3 separate regions of the Sus scrofa genome follow, and all the other regions are linked to region 3. The links are chromatin contacts, called in public Hi-C and promoter capture Hi-C maps. All regions are on one chromosome and are shown on one strand. Each heading gives the region's core, a stretch centred on a gene start, on an enhancer-like site or on the middle of the called end of the contact. The rest is flanking DNA. Distances are from core to core; before and after follow the strand shown. Region 1 holds the start of CNOT3 (CCR4-NOT transcription complex subunit 3). Region 2 holds the start of LENG1 (leukocyte receptor cluster member 1). Region 3 holds the start of LENG8 (leukocyte receptor cluster member 8).

Region 1 (2,700 bases), core at 31-2,530, 2.9 Mb before region 3:
TCTGCCAATCGAGACAGCCTCTGGGCCGAGAGGGAGGAGCCGGGCAAGAGGATCCACCCCCTCCCCCTTCGACGGCCCTGTTATCTTTCACCGCAACGTGTCCAATAGTGTGGCGAGTGGGCGGCACCCGCTCCTAAGGCGTGTGAAACCAGGCATAGCAGGCAGGCTTGGGACCCGGGTGCATCCTTCCGCCTCGCTTGTGTCCTGGCGGGCCAGGCCTGTCCCTGTCAGCCGCAGTGTCTTCTCCAGGTGCCTGTATTTGGCATGCCTCTGAGATTCAGAAGAAGGAAGAAAAAGAAGGAAGGAAGCCAAAGACAATGTCCCAAGTCACCGGCACCACGCATAGCTGAACTGGTTGGGAAGCGCTGTGGAGGCATAGTTTTTGTTCTTCCCCTGAGTGGTGACGTGACCGTGGAACAGTAACTCCTCTGCACCTCCGTTTGCTTGGCGCTGTGAGGGCGCTGCAGAAGGTACAGATGAGATTCCCCGTGCCCCTTCACGGTTGTCTCCTAACACCGGTCAGACCTCACCTCGGTGGTTTTCTCTCCCTGGCCTCCCTTGCTGATGGCTCACGAGCACTGTTCATGAAAATCTACTTTTGCAAGTATACCGTCATTTTCGTGGTTATTTGAGACGCCCCCTCCGGATTTTTGAATGCCCAGCGCTTGGCAACCGTTTGCATTGAATGAACACACGGATGAACACGGGGAATGACTTGCGGTTGAGGCTTGCAAAGTACTGGTGCTTTACTATCCGGGAGGCGTTTGCCCTGGGTCACACAGTCAAGACGGCAAGTCAGACATGCTCATCTCCTTTAGGTGGAGGAAAGTGAGGTAAATCCCAGGGAGATGCATGGGCGGTCCTGCATCAGAGTCGCCCACTGCAGGCAGACCATTCTTGTAAAAATGCACTGTTCTTGGGCCCACACAGACCTGGGGAATAAAGCCCAGGGATCTGCATTTTCACAAACTTCCTGGGTGATTATTAGTGATGCAGCAAAGTCCTGTTATTCAAAGTGTGGTCTCTGGATGGAGCAGTGCTTTTTAGATGTCTCAGGAGTCGCTGGGAGATTTGTCAAGTGCAGATTCTGCGGTTCTAACAGATTCCCAGGTGACGCTGATACCCACAGTTCACATTTTTTAAGTAGCAAGGGCCCAGGGCAGTTGTTCACGAACTTAGCTGCACACGAGAATCACCTGAGGGCTTAAAAAAAATCCAGATACCCAGGCCTTGCCCTAGACTGATTACATCAGAGTTTCTCGGGAAGGGAACCAGACATGAGTGATTAAAGACCCCGGAGTTGATTCCAACACGCAGCTCATCTGGTAGGGAATTTTCTAGTGGTTTTCAAAGTAGGGTCCCTGCATCCAGCAACATCACCACCACCTGGGAAGTGGTTAGAAATGCACCGCTTTGAGTCCCGCCATAGACCAACTTGGTCAGACACTCTGGGCTCTGAAACCCAGTTCGAGAGTCCTTCCAGGCAATTCTGAAGCATGTTAACCTTTGAAAAACTCCAAGGGTATGCAGAACGGTAGGGCCAGGTGACTCAGATTCCTTCTGGAGACTCCCACCTCCATGTCCCTGGCCTCCTGTTAGATTCCTTCTGGCCAGGGGAGAAGGGGACTCTGAAGAGCTGTGCACAGACTGCCCTTCCCTGGCACACGCATAGGCAGAGATCGGCAAAGGTGGTCACTTTTTTTTTTTTTTTTTTTTTTTTGTCTTTTAGGGCCGTACCTGTAGCATATGGAGGTTCTCAGGCTAGGGGTCGAATCGGAGCTGTAGCTGCTGGCCTACACCACAGCCACGCCACAGCAACGCCAGATCTGAGCCGCATCTGCGACCTACACCACAGCTCACGGCAACACCGGATCCTTAGCCCACTGAGTGAGGCCAGGGATCGAACCTGCATCCTCATGCATGCTAGGCAGGTTCAGTAAGCACTGAGCCACGACGGGAACTCCCAAAGGTGGGTCACTTCTAAGCAAGGCTGATTTAAAAGTTCAGGGATAAACCTGGGGAATGAGCTGTGTGACCTGGGGTAATTTGGCCATTAGAAAGAACCTCCTAGGAGTTCCCGTTATGGCTCAGTGGTAATGAACCCGACTGTATCCATGAAGATTTGGGTTTGATCCCTGGTCCCCATTCAGTGGGTTGCTGCGGCTGTGGTGTAGGCCGGCAACTGCAGCTCCGTTTTGACCCTTAGCCTGGGGACTTCTATATGCTGTGGGTGCAGCCCTGGAAACCTCCCCCCTCCCCCCCAAAAAAAAGAAAGAATGCATGAAACTCCCAGGTATGCAGACTCTTTCAGGTGAGGGAAGGGAGAAATTGAGAGAGGGCCACTGCAGTCCAGAGACAAAGCCCTGGGCTGAGGGAGGGACTGGGGTCCAAAGATACACAGAATCCCAGGTGATGACAGGGGAGTCCCAGAGAGGTCTCAGGACCCAGTGTGCCAGAAAGAGACCCACAGAGAAGCCCAAGAGGCCTCACTCCCCACAGGGCTGGTTCTGCCCTGTGCGCCCACCTCCTGGGCAACTAAAAGAAGTCCTGGGAGTTCCCTGGTGGCGCAACGGGTGAAGGATCTGGTGTTCTCACTGCTGTGGCTCATGGCACAGGTTCGATCCCAGGCCCAGGAACTTCCACGTGCCATAGATGCAACCAAAAAAAAAAAGAGAAAGAGAAGTGCCAACCTCCAAGGTA
Region 2 (2,700 bases), core at 102-2,601, 2.9 Mb before region 3:
CTCCCCGGCCTCCCGCACATTTCGGGCCTCTACTGTGAATTTCTTTTTCCCCCTGGTGCTTCTCCTGGGTCTGGCCATCTCCGCCGTTCCTGTGCTATATGGCATCTTCGTGTAAGTGTGAGAGGCACCTGCCTCTCTTTCCCTCCCTCTTCCCACTTCCCTCCAAGGTTCTGACTTGTGGCCATCCTGGAGCTCTGCCTGTCTGTCTCTGACTTCAGGATCCCACCTTCTAAGCTGTGTGGTCCATTCCGGGGGCAGTTGTCCATCTGGTCCGAGATCCCTAAGTCTATCGGAAGCCTCCCCGAGACTGCCCAGAATTTTCTCTTCTTCCTGGGGACCCAGGCATTTGCTGTGCCCCTTCTGCTGTTATCCAGGTGAGGGCCCCAGACTCCTGCATCCGGGTTTGAACGTGTGATCTGGGGTCCTACTTCCGAGAACGGAGGGGGCTGGGGGCCCAAACTTCTGGGTCTGCGGGAAGAAGGGAACTGGGATACTAGACTTCTTGAGTCTGAAGGAGGTCCGGGCCCCTGGTTTCTAAAAGAGTCTTACGTCGAAGATACACTAAGCGTGTTTGGGGAGTGGCTTTCATTCCGTCTCCTCTAGCATCCTGATGGCATATACTGTGGCCCTGGCTAACTCATATGGACGCCTCATCTCTGAGCTCAAACGCCAGATAGAGACGGTGAGTCAGGCCGGGTCCTTGGCAAGGGGTCCCGGGGAATCTAGAGATCTGTCTCACCTCCACCTCTCTTTACCCTTTACCCCAGGAGGCACAGAATAAAGTCTTCCTGGCACAGCGCGCTGTGGCACTGAGCTCGGCCAACGGAGCTCTTTGACCTTCCCAGCCTGGTTCAGGGTGACGACGTCTCGCTTTCAGACAGAGACCCACCCCCAGATCCTTTGAAGGTCTCGGCCGCGTCGTTTGGAAAATGAAAGAACTGGAGAACATCCCATGCCTTTCCAGCCCTGGGGGTCGCTGCCTCTCCAGTGAACCCCTTTCTTGTATCAATAAACACAACGGAGGCTGCTGAACGCTTTTTGAAACTTGTGTCCGGAAGCCGGGGGCAAGACTTCAGCGAGACAGAAGCCAATCAAATGCGTTGGCCGGGGAGGGTTGGTGTGGAGGGCATTTCCTCGAGAACACCTGGTGGGCGTGTCAGCCAATCAGCGGCTGCGTTCGGCAGCGTCAGGGCGGGGACACTTGTGATGGACTCGGGATCTTCAGGAGAGGCCGTCGCTGGGCGACCGCACGCGCGATGCTCCGCGATGGGAGGTGGGGGTCTCAGCCAATCAGCCTTTGCTACGGACCCGGGGGGGCGTGCCAAGTAGTCTAGGACCAATCCGTGACCGAGGCAGAAACAACAGGGAGGGGCCATCCTCCTGCCAATCGGAAGTGCTAGGAGGCGGGCCTGCCAGTTCGCGGACAGCTACGGCGCCATGAATATCCTACCCAAGAAGAGCTGGCACGTCCGGAACAAGGACAATGTGGCCCGCGTGCGGCGTGACGAGGCCCAAGCCCGGGAGGAAGAGAAAGAGCGTGAGCGGAGGGTGCTTCTCGCTCAGCAAGAGGTAAGCACCGAGCCCGGCCGGGGCTCCGGGGCTGAGCGCGCAGGCTCCTCGGGAGGGACCGGAAGCGGTGCGGCGCGCAGGCGCAGGGCACACCGTGGGGAATTTGGGGCTGGGTGCTTTGGAAGTATCTTCTCCTAGTGCTTTGATTAGCTCTCCTTGAACTCTCGCCGCTCTTGCTCTTCCCCCGCTCCTGTACTTCTCGAGGCCATAGTAGGAGCTCATGAAAAAACGAAGCCCTGAGTAGTTCAAGGAAACCCGGGCTACTTTTCAGTTTGCCTGCGCAAAGTCCCCATTTAGTGAGCGCCTGCTGCAGAACGCTTGACTTGCAAAATATCTCAAGCACCGTTCATTCTTAGAGGAGGCGCTATCATTTCTATTTTGCAGAGGGGTGAGATGCCTTCAGAGAGGAGGCCACAGCGAAATGACAGTGGAACAAGGCAATTCAGTTTTATCGGGCGAGCCCTTTGCCTGCACTGCCGGCCACACAGAAACACCAGAGGCAGTCTTTGTAACTCCTCACCTGTTTGATTTACACCTCACTTCCAGTCCTTTAGCTAATTTGGTGGTCAGCACTGGCTGGGGGATAGTTAGGGCTTTTAAAATTCTCATTTATCACTAGAAATTGCAAACCAACCGGGGATAGTGACTCGAAGCCCAACCTGGAATTCAGATCACCTGTTCTAATACATGTTTTGGTTGCCTTCATAGCGGTTTTTCTGTTTGTTTTTTTTTGGCAGTGCCCACCGCATGTGGGAGTTCCCAGGCCAGGGACTGAACCTGAGCCTTAGCAGCGACTTGAGCTGCTGCAGTGACAAGGCGGGGTCCTTAACCCGCTGCGTCACAAGGGAACTCCATTAATAGCTGTTTTTATTGTGTCACTGGAAATTCGGAATCCCTCTGGTTTTCTGTTTGAAAGGTAGCTTGCAAACCCAGATATTGCCTTATTTCTCCACCTTTTCTCGAAGCTGGGGCAGGTGCCTTTCCTGGCTCCGAGTGCCTCTGCTCCCTTCCTTACAGCCCCCGTCTGTGGTTGGCACTAGATTCACTGTTCCTTGAATCACATCTAGGTTCTGAATATTCTGCCTGTAACTTTCTTTTCCCCCAGGCCCGCACGGAATTCCTGCGGAAGAA
Region 3 (2,700 bases), core at 84-2,583:
AGACTAATTTCCGGAAGTTCCACTAAAGACAGACACCCACATGTGAGGTTCCTAGAAGCAGGGCTAGGCCTGGGAGAGACGAGGCAAGCCCCTCCATTGGAGGTCTGGGGAGATCCGAAAATCAAGAGTGAGGAACTCAAGAGTGAGGATGGTGAGGACCGCAGGAAAGTGAAGGCAAGTTTTGGGAGCAAGGAATGGGGGGAGCCTAGATTCGAGGGAGTAAGTGGGAAGTACGCAAGAGCTCAAAAGCGAGTCCTGCTGGACAACCCGAAAGCCCTACAAGAAGTGGGGGGATAGAAACAGGTGTCTGGAGCTGGCCAAAGACCTAAAAAGGAAAAGCCTTAAAGAAAAGACAGAAGAGAGTTCACCGGGGGTGGGGGTGGGGGGGTTCGGAGGGAGGTCACGAGTGGGGATAGTGGGGGGAGGGCCGAAAAAGGAAGGAGATTGAAGGTACGGTCTGGGGAAGCCTGGTGGGACGTTCCCGGGCGAGTCTGAAGGGCGAAGAATGGAACAAGTCGCGAGGGACACCTAGCCGTCCCCTAGACCCAGGGAAGGCACAGGAGGGCGCCGGGGGGAGGAAAAAGCCCGCCCGGACCCTCGCCGCCCGACCCGGAGCCACCGCCCCGGCCACGTCGCGCGTGCGCACCACGTCCCTGGGGGGTAGGAAGACGGCGCAAGGGCCGCCCATCACCCGGGGCAACGTCGACCTCCCAGTGGAACCTCCGAGTCAAAGACGGCTGAAGAGGGCCGCCGCAGCCCTGGAATTCCAAGGGGTGAGCGGAATCCGACGGCGCAGGCGCGAGAGTTCGAAGCCGCGCTCTTCACCCCTCGTGCGCAGGCGCAATGCCCCGTGCCCGGCCACACCCGGCCGTCGCTCGCGGTCGGCGTCCGTTGGTGCGACGGCCGCCAAGGCCTCGGGTCCGCGCGTACGGCCAAAAGGAAATGTCTCCACCCGCCCGCCCACCCCGCCGCCGCTCTCAACACCCACCTCGGCCGTACACCCCCGGGGCTCGCCAGCAGTGGCTCTAAACGACGGCAGCACGGCTGCGGACGACGGAACTTCTCGCGACCCGGCTGGCTCTTTTCTTCCTTGGGCTTTGACGTCCCGACGGCGGCGTCTTGACGTCACGCTGAGGCCTCGCCACGCCTCCCTCCGCCCCGGGCAGCCAATAGACGCCGCGAGCTTGACTTAGGCCTGCCCTCCCGCCCACGCAATGACGCAATGGACACTTTAACACAAGCCGGAACACTAGGTGGGGACGGTGGCCCCGAGGGGACACAGGCAGCAGAGCGCGCTTCCCCTGCGCAGGTGCGCGCAACCTTGTTTTGGTCCGGTTGGTGGCAGCCATTATTATTTATAGGCATAAATTAGCGTCCTGAGAATTCTAAGACTCCCCACCGTGCGGTGATGCGGAGGCCTAAGGATGGACTCGAGGAAGGGGTGAGAAAAGCGTGCAGCCGGAAAGGGGAGCTTCCGTAGTAAATAGACTGGAAGAGCGCACCTGGCAGAGGGAACAGCGTGCGCAGAGGCAGGAAACGAGATTGCGGGGTGCAGGTGGCTGTGGCAGAAGTGTGCAAGGTCCTAGGAAGAGATAGGTCTGTGGAGGTAATCAAGTAACCGATCCGGAAAGGCCATTGATGTCCGGCTGAGGAATTGGGATCATCTCTGTAAATAGGCTTTTCTTTCAATCCTTGCATGTAACCTGTTGAGTATGCCAGCTCTTTCCACGACTCTGATAAAATTATCCAGTCCAGTTCAGGGACCTGTCACTGTAAGTGATACTTGAGAAGTTGCAATTTCCTTCCCATAGTCTATTGTAAACTTTTCTGTTGATAACCCCACGTCATTCTGTTACTTTCAGCAGAGGTAATCTTTTTTTAATTAAACATTTTGTTTTAGAGTAATTTTAGGTTTACAGAAATATTGCAAAGATATTTCAGAGTCCTACCAATCCTGTACCAAAGCCCCTAACACCATCGCCTCACATTACTGTAGTGTGTTTCTTAAAACTGAGGCACCAAAATTGGCACATTACTATTAACTGCAGACTTTATTTGAATTTCACCGCGGTAAGGTCTCCTTTATGTGCCACAGTACAATTGCGGGTACCCCACTGTGTTGAGCATTCTTTACTTTCAAAGGGATGGGTTTCTTGCAGATAGCATATAGTTAGAGCTTTTCTTTTTACCCCAGCATACAATCTCTCTGCCTTTTAAAAGAGCTGTTTATAACTGTGTTAATACTAATGAGGTTATAATTTAAATCTATCGTCTTGCTATTTAGACTTTATTGTATAGAGCACTTGTTAGGAGGCCCTCTGCCTCAGTTCCCCTCCCCCACCCTGTGGTCTGAAACTCAAGACAATGGGCTGTAGGGATTTCAGGGTCACCTTGTAACCCAGCTAGTGCCCTCTGGGGCTCCTAGGCACTAAAAGACTTTCTCTGCCCTCCACTTCTTGTTATTAGGGGATAAGCTTCAGCCTCCATGGTGTTTGCTGAGTTCCAAAGGGCAGTAGCTAATCAGGGAAGGGAGGGGATGCAGAGACCAGGGAGGAGCCGACCAGAGACCCTAGTGCAGCCTTGGAGCAGAGTCCTGGTTCCTCCTCATGGGATACACATAACAATAGCTTAGAGCCTTTCTGCAGAACTAAAACCCCCTACAAATGGAAGAACTGTTGAAGCATTCTTCATTCCTGGAAG

The links. Promoter capture Hi-C pulls out the DNA fragments that hold promoters and counts their contacts. A called contact is a pair of places that touch in the nucleus more often than the background predicts.
Region 1: a contact with region 3 is called in a promoter capture Hi-C map of fetal liver, with 9 times the contacts expected there. The contact joins the promoter of CNOT3 here to the promoter of LENG8 in region 3. A contact is called at or near these places in 3 of 5 promoter capture datasets (fetal liver, fetal skeletal muscle and liver) and 2 of 47 Hi-C or Micro-C datasets (alveolar macrophages and liver).
Region 2: a contact with region 3 is called in a Hi-C map of epiblast stem cells, with 3 times the contacts expected there. The contact joins the promoter of LENG1 here to the promoter of LENG8 in region 3. A contact is called at or near these places in 2 of 5 promoter capture datasets (fetal skeletal muscle and liver) and 2 of 47 Hi-C or Micro-C datasets (embryonic fibroblasts and epiblast stem cells).

The regions. Positions count from the first base shown.
Region 1 is chr6:55,991,860-55,994,559 of Sscrofa11.1, forward strand. It overlaps CNOT3 (CCR4-NOT transcription complex subunit 3), which reads right to left and starts at 1,281. Exons shown (of 18, transcript XR_002344772.1): 1 at 1-1,281.
Region 2 is chr6:55,969,234-55,971,933 of Sscrofa11.1, forward strand. It overlaps LENG1 (leukocyte receptor cluster member 1), which reads left to right and starts at 1,352. Exons shown (of 4, transcript XM_003127415.5): 1 at 1,352-1,569; 2 at 2,675-2,700. The coding sequence starts at 1,438. TMC4 (transmembrane channel-like protein 4) reads left to right here. Exons shown (of 15, transcript XM_003127416.5): 12 at 1-111; 13 at 219-374; 14 at 604-682; 15 at 768-1,032. The coding sequence ends at 836.
Region 3 is chr6:58,869,805-58,872,504 of Sscrofa11.1, forward strand. It overlaps LENG8 (leukocyte receptor cluster member 8), which reads right to left and starts at 1,334. Exons shown (of 16, transcript XM_021094969.1): 1 at 989-1,334. TTYH1 (protein tweety homolog 1) reads right to left here. Exons shown (of 13, transcript XM_021094971.1): 13 at 988-2,700.